3 separate regions of the Mus musculus genome follow, and all the other regions are linked to region 3. The links are chromatin contacts, called in public promoter capture Hi-C maps. All regions are on one chromosome and are shown on one strand. Each heading gives the region's core, a stretch centred on a gene start, on an enhancer-like site or on the middle of the called end of the contact. The rest is flanking DNA. Distances are from core to core; before and after follow the strand shown. Region 1 holds the start of 1110051M20Rik (RIKEN cDNA 1110051M20 gene). Region 2 holds the start of Nup160 (nucleoporin 160). Region 3 holds the start of Slc39a13 (solute carrier family 39 (metal ion transporter), member 13).

The links. Promoter capture Hi-C pulls out the DNA fragments that hold promoters and counts their contacts.
Region 1: a contact with region 3 is called in a promoter capture Hi-C map of liver, with 3 times the contacts expected there. The contact joins the promoter of 1110051M20Rik here to the promoter of Slc39a13 in region 3. A contact is called at or near these places in 10 of 39 promoter capture datasets (the 3T3-L1 cell line, 3T3-L1-derived adipocytes, cranial neural crest and 5 more), 2 of 484 Hi-C or Micro-C datasets (Th1 cells and embryonic stem cells), 9 of 115 datasets of contacts at active chromatin or transcription factors (T-cell acute lymphoblastic leukemia, embryonic stem cells, fetal liver and 3 more) and 1 of 9 other capture datasets (macrophages).
Region 2: a contact with region 3 is called in a promoter capture Hi-C map of pre-B cells. The contact joins the promoter of Nup160 here to the promoter of Slc39a13 in region 3. A contact is called at or near these places in 5 of 39 promoter capture datasets (the HPC-7 cell line, cranial neural crest, frontonasal cranial neural crest and 2 more) and 1 of 484 Hi-C or Micro-C datasets (pre-B cells).

Annotation. Positions count from the first base shown.
Region 1 is chr2:91,443,351-91,446,790 of GRCm38.p6, forward strand. It overlaps 1110051M20Rik (RIKEN cDNA 1110051M20 gene), which reads right to left and starts at 1,364. Exons shown (of 9, transcript NM_175123.5): 1 at 1,219-1,364. The coding sequence starts at 1,264.
Region 2 is chr2:90,675,806-90,679,327 of GRCm38.p6, forward strand. Nup160 (nucleoporin 160) reads left to right here and starts at 1,410. Exons shown (of 37, transcript NM_021512.2): 1 at 1,410-1,665; 2 at 3,209-3,522.
Region 3 is chr2:91,068,539-91,072,271 of GRCm38.p6, forward strand. It overlaps Slc39a13 (solute carrier family 39 (metal ion transporter), member 13), which reads right to left and starts at 1,777. Exons shown (of 10, transcript NM_026721.3): 1 at 1,617-1,777; 2 at 1-201. The coding sequence starts at 193. It overlaps Gm39874 (predicted gene, 39874), which reads left to right and starts at 1,813. Exons shown (of 2, transcript NR_166131.1): 1 at 1,813-1,968; 2 at 2,528-3,085.

The DNA.
Region 1 (3,440 bases), core at 114-2,613, 370 kb after region 3:
GAAAGGAGCAAGGAGAGGGGTGAATGAATGGGGGATGCACAGAGGAGTTTTAACCATGAAAAGATTGTTTTACATCTTAATGTGGATATATGAGAATATGAATTTGTCCAAGTCCAGAAAACTGTACAATACAAAGAGTGGACCCTAATATAAACTATAGGCTGTTGGTAATCACACTGAGCTAATATTCAGTTGCAAGAAATGTACCACACTAACACAAGAAATTAATAATAGAAGCTAAATAGAAGATACAGAGGGAAAAAACTCTACTATCAGCTCAGTCCTCTTTAAGTTTAAAACTACTCTAAATGTTTAAGCTATGAACTTTTAAATGTGTATGTGTGCATATAAGTGTATACACAAGGTCTGGAGAGATGGCTCAGCGGTTAAGAGCACTGACTGCTCTGCCACAGGTCCTGAGTTCAATTTCTAGCAACCACATGGTGGCTCACAACCAACTGTAATGGGATCCAATGCACTCTTCTAATGTGTGTCTGAAGACAGCTGCAGTGTACTTATATAAATAAAAAATAAATATCATAAAAAATGTTTTAAAAAAATAAGTGTATACACAAACGTATACAGTAAATGTGTTACACACTCACTGCAGGGTGCTTAGCAAAGTACAGTACTTAGTACCACACAGCCTTAGCTCAAGGGTAAGGTCAAGTTCTGCAAGGGGAAAATCTGATCCTAATACTAACTGTATGAGGTCTTATGCAATTGTCTCTTTAGCCTTAGTGTCTCCATCTGTAAAGTAGCAAACACAGCAATCCCTTCTATGATAATGCTGCATGCAAAATGCTTACCTCGTGCAGAATGCCTAATGAAAATGAAAAGCTCGAAATAACCGTGCACTATGAAGGCAAAATTATTATTTACAAAATGACTGAAGTCATTTCAGATGCCAAGTTTGCGTCAATACAAACCTATCAATAATAGCCTTGTTTGGGGCCTCAGATTCTTAATTGTGTTACTTAGAATGCAGTCCTCATTGCCTGAGAGCCAGTCCATATAATTCAGCCATTCTTTACTCCATAAATGTTATTTTTCATCCAGGTTTGGCCCTACATTCAGGCTCAGGCCCTAGAACCCCTTCTTTCTGTCCTCCCGTCCCATCCAGACCCGCTACCGTTCAGGCTCCGCCCCTGTCTCCTACCCACTCCTTCCCCTAACACATTACTCCTTTCTTTTCCCGACGCTGAAAAAAGCCCCTACCCAGATACTCGTAGTCCGGTAGAGCTAGGCGCTCGGGACTCAGCATCCTTTGACCGGGTAGTTTCCACGCTCCAGCTTTCTTCTTCCGGAACCCAGGTTACAGCCTGTCTCTGTTGCCATGGCACCCAGGCGGCCAGAGGAGAACTAGAAGGCTGAGAGGGTGTCACGTAAACAGTCTCCGACTGGCAACGTAGAGCCTATCACACAAGTTCCGGAAGCAGTCACTTAGAGTCTGATTTTCTTTAACTCCTATTTTTGGGATTTGGTTTTAGAATCTGTGAATTAAATTCTCTGAATGTGTCGTATTTTGTGATGCTGAAGAATTACTATCAGTGGCTCATATCTGCAATTTCTGGATTTCATAGTTTCTGTTTATTCTAACAATAATGATCATGTATGGCCTCGCCTAACACTGAGATCTCATTATCTATTATTAATCACTTTTAGGATTTACTCTTTCAAGTTGGTACAAAATGTTCTTTGTATCTTGGCAGCTTCTGGAGGTCGGGGATACGTCTTTAGCATAGAGATACTACTAAGGGCCACTGAGCAATCCAAGGGACCCCATGTGGTGAAAACAGCCTACCAACTCCTCCAAGTTGTCCTCTGACCTCCACAAATCCCCTGCCCCAAATATATATCTCGACAGGGTCTCACTGTATTGCCCAGTCGGGCTTAGAACTTGATGTGTAGACCAGGATAGCCTTGAATTTAAGAGATCTGCCTGAGCCTGCAGCTCTCAGAGGTTTTAATGTTTTAAAGGTGTGTGCCCCTACACCCGGTAAAATGCAATTTTTAAAACTACTCATCAAGTCCTCTGTAAGTTAATGACCATTCCTCTCAAATTCCCTTTAGCCGTTTGAGACTGCTTCTACTTCCTATTATTTGACATCTTGTCCAAGTGCCTTTCCTTTTTCCTACAAAGTCACTTCATTTCTCAAAGGAAATGGGTCAGAAACTAGAGCATTTATTACATATCCTCAGCTCTATCCTTTCTGAAGAAGAAAGACTATTCCTTTCTTTTCAAATAACCAGATTTTCTTATCTCCTCTCTCTGTGCAAGAACAGGAAAGAGATCTGTACAGTGTCACAGTCCAAACCTAGCAGAAAAAGCCACTCGATCCTCACTTTTGTTTTGTTTTGTTTTGTTTTGTTTTGTTTTGAAGTAAGTCCCTGCCCCTTCAACAAGGAGAAGTTTTCGAAAGAGGAGAGGTTTTGTGACAAAGAAAGAAAACGAAATTGATGTCATCAAAGGAGTGACTGGGAATCCCACAGACCACCTACACTGGAGTAAGTAAAGAGGAGGCTCTTCTCTTATGTTCTGAGGGGCCTATTCTTAGTCTCCCCAAAGGAGCTACTCAGACCTTGTAATTCTCCCTTTCCCTTAAATTTGTATATATGTCTCAATTCTAGGCTCCTGTGAGTCACTCTGAATTTGGATGTGGTAAGGAGAAAGGGACAGAGCCACACAAGGGACAGTGTTTGGTGTTCTGAGGTAATGAATTTTCCAGGTTGGTAGTTGTTGATATGAAGTCCTGCAAGTTTTGTTAAAAATAATTAACTTCTCCTTCCTCTACCCCTCCTCCATGCAGCTTGAGGGTATAGAAATTTAATGATTTTTCATATTGGGCTTATTATTATTGTAATGTAAATAGAGTAATAATAAAATTTTAAAAATTGAGATAGAGTCTTACATATCTCAGGCTGGCCTGAAACTCACTAGGTTGCCAAAGATGACCTTGAACTTCTGATCCCCCTGCCTCCATCTCTGGATTGCTGAGATTATAAGCATGGAACACCAAGTCTGTTTTATTTGAAGCTGGTATGGAAAGCAGCCATGTTAGTCAAGCACTCTATCAACTGGCTACAACCCTATCTCTAGGATGGTATTTGTTAACGATGACCATGTTGTCTTACTCCCAAGAAATCTGATTTTCAGATGATTTTCACATATTTTCATGTGTCCTCATGAGAACTAAGGCAATTACCCTGTTTCTAAGTAGGAGAACTGAGGCATGGGTCATAAAAAAAGGGACTTGCTTAATATCATCCATCTAGCCAGTGGGAGGGCTGGAAGTGGATCTCCACTACATCAACATCCAGGCTAGTGGTCTGACCACTAAACCACACAATCTTTTTTAGGGATTGTTGGGTTGGTGTTTATTTACTTATTTTTCTTTTTGTTCTGTCTTGCAAGCGACTGGGAGCTCCCAGATAAAAGC
Region 2 (3,522 bases), core at 160-2,659, 390 kb before region 3:
CAGCACTCGGGAGGCAGCAGGCAGGTGGATTTCTGAGTTCGAGGCCAGCCTGGTCTACTGAGGGAGTTACAGAACAGCCAGGGCTACACAGAGAAACCCTGTCTCGAAACACAAGAAAGACAAGGTATCTGGCTGCTTAGCCTATTTTGGGGGATCATTATAACCCAGTGCCCAACATGCAATCAAGACTGAAAAAATAAGTGTGGGACAAACCAATATGCTTCCAGGAACTGGAAAGCTACTTACTATGATTAATAGAACAGCATGAAGATAAAAACCAATATTTAAAAATCTAGAGAAATAGAAAAAAATAATAAGCCCTTTGCACTGTGGCTAGATCTCAAGTCATTGCTATTATCACTTTTGAAAGTCACTGGCCAAATGACAGGAAACCACATTCCTGGAACCCCCGAAATAAAGTAATTACATTGAAAGTGCTCACTGAAAAATAACACTAATTTCCACTGAAAGAAATTATTCCACTGAATAATTCAATAATTTCCATCGAATTACCACCCAAAAAAAGTCACTAAGTTCGGGCAATGTAAAGTGTTACTGTTAACTTACTGCAATTCACCTTGAATTTACTGTAACATGAACCAAAGGTCAAAGACAGCTTGAAGCTTGGAAAACATCACATCTCAAGTTCTATTCAGCCATAAACAAGAAGAAAATCATATCGTTTGAATGAAAATGGTTACGTTGGGGATCATCATTATTATTAATAAAGGAAGGCACAAAAATGCAAAATCTAGATTTAAATATATGTATACATGACATAAAAGGGGAGGGGAGGACTATTATTTGGGAAGAGGAAGGGGAACAGTAAGAGGGAAAGGGAGGACAAGATTTGCTAACAGGTGAATGTGAACAAAGTAGGCTAAAGTACATGTATGAAAATGTCATATGATGTCCATCATTTGTAAAATGAATAATAACATTAATAAAAAAGCAAACACACACTCTAATAAAATCTTCTGCCTACGTCTGTGAGACAGGGTTTGATGTAACCTAGGCAGGCCTCACACTTACTATGTTGCTGAGACTAGCCTAGAATGCCTCCACCCTCCAAGCACCCAGGATGACAGGTGTGGGCCACTATTCCCAGCTTCATCATGGACCCCCCATCACCCTCCTTTGCCCTTCTTCCCAACTAGTTCCTCTTCCACTTTCATGTCTTTTCTATCTGTGACCCACTGGGTTTAATTAGAGTTGCTTGAATGAGCATGGGAGGGAGTCTTATTTATAGGAGCACCGGCAACTAACCAGCAAATACACCACTGGAGAAAATTACTCCTCCCTCACAGCAGCCACTGACTTTACCTACGGCTCCTCGGGGAGCGATGGGGCCTCAAAGTCCAACCCCCACCACGGAATGTTGACAGGCCCTGTCTTTTGTGTAGGTAACCACAGTTATGATCTCACGAGAGCAGCCACCATGCTGTGTCCAGGAGGCAGTGTCGTTACAGCACACCTTCCCGTTCATCTTGCATTCTTTCTGCCTTGATAGAGATTTTGAATATGTGGGGGAAATGACACTAACAACAAGTTCCCCAAAACATATCTCATTCACCTAGACCAGGCTGGCCTTAAATTCAGAGATCTACCTGCATTTGCCTCCTGTGTGCTGGGGTTCAAGATGTGTGCCACCAAGCCGCACAACAGGTAATCTTTTAAAAAAATATTTTTTAAATTGTGTGTGTGTGTGTGTGTGTGTGTGTGTGTGTGTGTGAGCTTCCCTCTCAAAAAAAAAGTCTCTGAAGCAGAGATTTACACACAGGAAGGAGCACACAGTGTGCTCACAGAACAGCATTGCTAGGGGAGTGAAGAAAGCAGGATTAGGCAGAGAAAACTGAACTGAAATTGACCAGGATGGACCTAGATGGAAGCAAGGGACCAGGACCTTAGGCTTCATCTTGATCCACTGAGATGCATCCACTGAGTGCAGACATAACTCCCTTTTTGCCAAGTACAGAAGGACAGGGGTTAGCAGGGCTCTAGGGGAGACTTTATCTTAGTGAGATTTAGAGGAGTAATTTAGTAAAAATGGAAAAATTAAAGATGCTAAAATGAGGAATAGACCGAAGGTCAAGGTAGGGAGGGTGTCTCTCTATAAGTTCAGACACAGTTCAATGTACAGAAACAGAAGCATAAGGCTATAATTGCTGGTAGGAAAATATGGTTGCAGGGCAAGTTGTCTTCTTTTGTGAGGAATGGGGACGTCAAGACAGTTTCTGTTGCCCTGGTTGTCCTGGAACTCACTCTGTAATGCAGGCTGGCCTTTAACTCACAGAAACCCACCTACCTCTGCCTCCTGAGTGCTGGGATTAAAAGCTGCTTTTTGTTTGATTTGAGCCAGGGTTTTAGGCAGCCTCAGGCTGGCCTTGATCTTGACATAAATTGGAGGATAATCTTGAACTCCTGATCTACTTGCTTCCAAAAGCTGCTGTCAGTGTGCCACTATGCCCACTCGGCCGACTTCAGAGTAAGCTAAGAATGAGTGGGGGTGAGGGCTGGAGACATGGCTCAGCGGTTAAGAGCACCGACTGCTCTTCCCAAGGTCCTGAGTTCAAATCCCAGCAACCACATGGTGGCTCACAACCATCCGTAATGAAATCTAGCGCCCTCTTCTGGTGCATCTGAAGAGAGGTGTGGGCAGTGACAATCACGAAATAGTCATTAAGGCAATAAATGGTCAAGGGAAATGCAATTGCTGGGGCAGAATTATGGAACTTCGCAATGTTGTGATTCTGATGGAGTTGCCAACGAACATGTTCAGCTGTAAGCCTGAAGTTGTAGTTTAATTTATTTACTCATTCATTTACAAAGTCTCACTATGTAGCCCCAAACTGGCTCTGAATGATCAATCTTCAACCTCCAGAGAATACTGACCGATCCCAGAAAGAAATTCACAAACAATTCCTTGCACGTTTGCAAACTGTACTGTATTTTCGATAACTTCAAGAAGGTTGGGGCATTAATATTTAATTCAACGCATCCGACCCGTGTCGCTCAGAGTGGCAAGTGTCTGTAATCCTAGTACTCCGGAGGCTGGGGCGGGAGGATCAGAGTTCGAGGCCAACCTGAGCTGACATCTCAACACATACATGTGTATGCGGGTGTGTAAAGAAAAAGTTTCGCAAAAATGCCAACACAAAGAATCCCTCCTTCCTTTTACTTTTCCTCCTTGTTTCGCTGAACGATGAAGAGGCTGGATAACAACTTACACGCCAACGCTCTAACGGAGGGGAAGGTTCCCGCAAGCTGGGAGTGTGCCCGTCAGGCCTCTTCCCCGCCCGCGCCCGCTTTTCAAAATGAAAACACGCACAGCCCCGCCCCTGCTCGAGGCCGTCGGGAAAAGGGCGCCGCCGCCGCAGCCGCCGCCCGTCTCCGGCCGCTCCGAAGTGACCGCGAGTCAAGGCATCTTCTTCCCGCCTCAGCCTCATTCTCGCGGTGAAAAGCCGCAGATGAGCCTCCGACCCGCGGTCCTCAGGCAGCCAAAATCGCGCACACACATATCCC
Region 3 (3,733 bases), core at 527-3,026:
GTCGCTCCCCACTCAGCAAAGCCCCCCAGGACTCGCTTTCTTTATTATCCAGGCGACAGGCAGCTGCAGCCCCCAGGCTCCGGAGGGCTGGCTGGGAACCTCCAGCCCTTTCCAGGAGCTCCAGGGCAAGGACAGTGAGGAAGAGGAGCCTTTGGCCTGCCATACCACAGCCAGGGCAGGGACATCCAGGCATGCCGGGCGCTAGAAAACACAAAGACTGCTCACGTGAGCTGCCTCCCTGGACCACACACCCCACTTAGGAAGCACAGCGTCTCTTCCCACCTCTCAACCGGCCATGGCATCCCCCTCCTGCTCACTCTGCAGCGGAAACAATCCCCAGGGTGGGTGCACGGAGCACCCTCTGCCCATCTACACGTCTCCCAAGAACCACACATATTTTCCTTCTGAGCTGGCTCCAGCCTATGTGTCAATGTGTCCGCCTGAGGCTAAACTTTCCTTAATGACTGGGTGAGGCACTGGCTGGGCTCCTTCAGCCACCGGAGGAGGGACCATCCCTGTTGGGTGCCTCTAGCTGCCAGGAGAGGCTTGGCTGCCAGAATGTGCCGGTAAAGACACCCCAGGGTCTAAAGCCAGCACTGTTTAGCTTGATGGCGTGGTACAAAGAAACACAGGTGGGGAAACTGAGTCATAGTCCAAACCTCTTCCTCCTAAATGATCTTATTCTTGGGCACCAAGAGACAAGAGGTGGGGCTGAAGAGAAGAGATGCCTCACAGTTGCCAGAGCCAGAGGCTGTGGTAACTAACTTATGGCTAATTAATTTGGTGCTCTAGATTGTTAACTGACTGTAGTCCCTTATGAGCCTGAGCCTCAGTGTCCTCATCAGGGAATGGATGAGGTAACAGAGCTCCCTAACAGCGATGAATATGAGGTGAACTTGACAATGCAGGTAGCTGCTGGCATCGAGGAGGGAATGCAAGTCCTCTGAATGCCAGGGGAGGTCTGAAGCACTCGCAGAAGGAATGTGCTCTGCAGACTGATGGCAGCCGGATGGGGATGTGAGTCAACCAAGCCAGAAGTTCAATCTGGAAAGTTTAAATGTGATCTGCCCCGTCTTCTACTGGCTGTGACCTTGAAACTGCCTCAGTTTCCTCATCTGCCAATGGATGTTAAGAGAGAAATCATCGGTCTCTGATTGGTGGGCTACAAGCCTATGTCTGGAATCTTCAGGCCATAATTAGTGACCCCTGCCCCAGCCCTCCCCGACCCCTCGCGGCCGCCACTGCCAACACCAGCACAAACAAACGAGCAAAGCTTCACTGGGACCAAGGCAGGCCCTCGCCAGGCCAAGACCTTAGCGGGTCATGCAGAGGCAAGGGGGGACCACAGGTTCAGCAGAGAAGTATGGGGTATGGAGAGAAAGGAGAAAGCAAGAGAAAGGAAAGTCAATAAAATGAGCTAGAATGTCTGGTGGAAGGAGAAGACAAGAAGCGGGGCAGCAGGGAGGGCTGAGGGGCAGAGCGTGGGACGTCAGAGGTAAAGAGCCAAAGAGCAGGCAAGTTCAACTCCTAAACTGAGGACGAGTCGCGACAGGTTTGGGAACTGACACGGTCCATCCCGCCCCGGACGCCGGCCTGAGGGTCCAGCGATCACTCACCGCGCAGTGGCAGAGGTGGCAGCGGCAGCAGATGCAGCGCTCCGGGCGGGCCCGGCCATCCAGCTGCAGTGTCGCGCCCCGCCCCGCTCTGCCTCGCCCGGCCCCACCACTAGGCCCCCAGCCCGGAGCCACCCCCGGCGTGCAGCCACGTCACACGGGACAGTCCGGAACCCGACGCGCGCGGCTCCGGGGGGCTAGACGGAGCGACGGCGGGGGAGGCGCTTCCGCCTCATACCATGGGGGACCCGCGCGGTCAGCGCACTTCCGCTCGGGGCGGATTCTGGGGCTGCGGGGAGAGTAGGACGGAAGTGGGTACCCTCGTGGGCATCGCGTTTAGCCAAGTTAAGCTAGGGTGAGGGCGGCACCCACGCGGGAACCGGGATCAACAGGGCGGCGGGGCTTCAGTGTGGCGTCCTTCTGAGGATGCAGTTCCAGCAGTGGCCACACGGGGGCGCGCACGGCTGCCAAACCGCTCCGTCCCGGGACGAGAGCAGGGCTATGGCTCTCTGAGTCAGCAGGCCTGGCTCCTCCATGAGCTAGGGAAAGGGGAAGTGCCTGCCGCAAGGAGGGGCCTGGCTCTGGGTACCTCAGAAGAGGGAATTTTATTCTTACTCATCGAATTATTTTTATGCTTTGGTTTTTCACTTGGAACCTCAGGCCACCGTCTCCAGGACTGTAACCCTTTGAAGTCCAGTACACGTTTCTAGAGCCTGTGCCCTGGAATTTCAAGCCAGGATACAACAAAGGACTTGGTGTTCTCTTACCCTGACAAAGCTGTACCTGAACTCTTAGACCGAAGGAGCAGTTAGTGGCAATAACAATGGCTACAGTTCTCTGATCTAGGGTAGCCCTTTACTGACCATTTACTCAGTAATCAGTGTTAACTTTACCAAATCGTTTTTATCTTTCAGGTGGGTACTGACTGTTGACCTAGGGTCAGACATATGTCACACATATGGCAGAGGCGGAATTCAACTTGGATGTACCTCTCCCTAGGGCGTGCGATGGCCACCTCATGTCTAAGCTGGAGCTAAGGTGTGGATGTGGCCTAACACCCCCCACTCCTTTGCGATCCGATACATGTTTGCATCCTTCTCTGGGAATCAGCCAGTAACTGACATGGAAGACATTCAGCAGAGGCCGAATGAGTGCTCCCCTGGGCTGGCTGTGACAGAGTGAGGGGCTCATTAGTCCTCACCTACCATTGCGGCTCTCTATGGTCCCTTGTTCCTTCTGGGCGCTCCGAGAGCAGACCGAACTCACACATCACAGTTGATGCCCTACCTCACAGTGTGTGTTTGTGTGTGTGGTTGTTGTTGTTGTTGTCGTTTTACTTTGAGATTGGTTCTATGTAGCCCTAACCCCCTGCCTGTTCTGGAACTTTCTATGTAGATGTGGCTGACTTTGAACCTACAGAGATCTGCCTACTTCTACCTCCTCAGTGCTAGAATTAAATACGTGTGCCACCACTCTTGGTTTATTTATTTATATATTTTTGACATAAGGTCTCATGTAGACTACCCCTAAACTTATTATATAGCAGAGAATGACCTGGAACCTGTGGACTGCCTGGATAGATGTGCCCTCCTACATCCAGTTTATGCAGTGCTGACAGCCTGGGCATTGTGTGTGCCAGGCAAGTACTCTATCAACTACAACCCCAGCCTTTTATACCCCTCCCTCCACCCTCCAACCCTGAGTCAAAGTTTCTCTGTATAGCCCTGGCTGTCCTGCAACTCCATTTAGAGACCAGACTGGCTTTGAACTCACAGAGATCTGCCTGCTTCTGCTTCCCGAGTGCTGGGATTAAAGGCCTGTACCATCACACCTGCCTAATATAACACGCATGCTTCCTAGACTTCCAGCGCCTTCCAAATACTCCTGTCTGGCTCGCCTCGCCAACCCTGTAAGTCTCCCAGGATGGGCTTCTAAGCCCTTCTGCAAGCTCTGAGACAGAATGCCTAGTCAGATTCTTTGCCACAGGGAGAAGATGTTTAGGGCTGCCACACTAGAACTTTAAAGATATCTTCCTCCCTGTATGCAAACCATGCCATCTTATGCAAAGTACCTCACAATATGCAAATGATTTCACAATAACACTGTCAGCATTCCTGCCA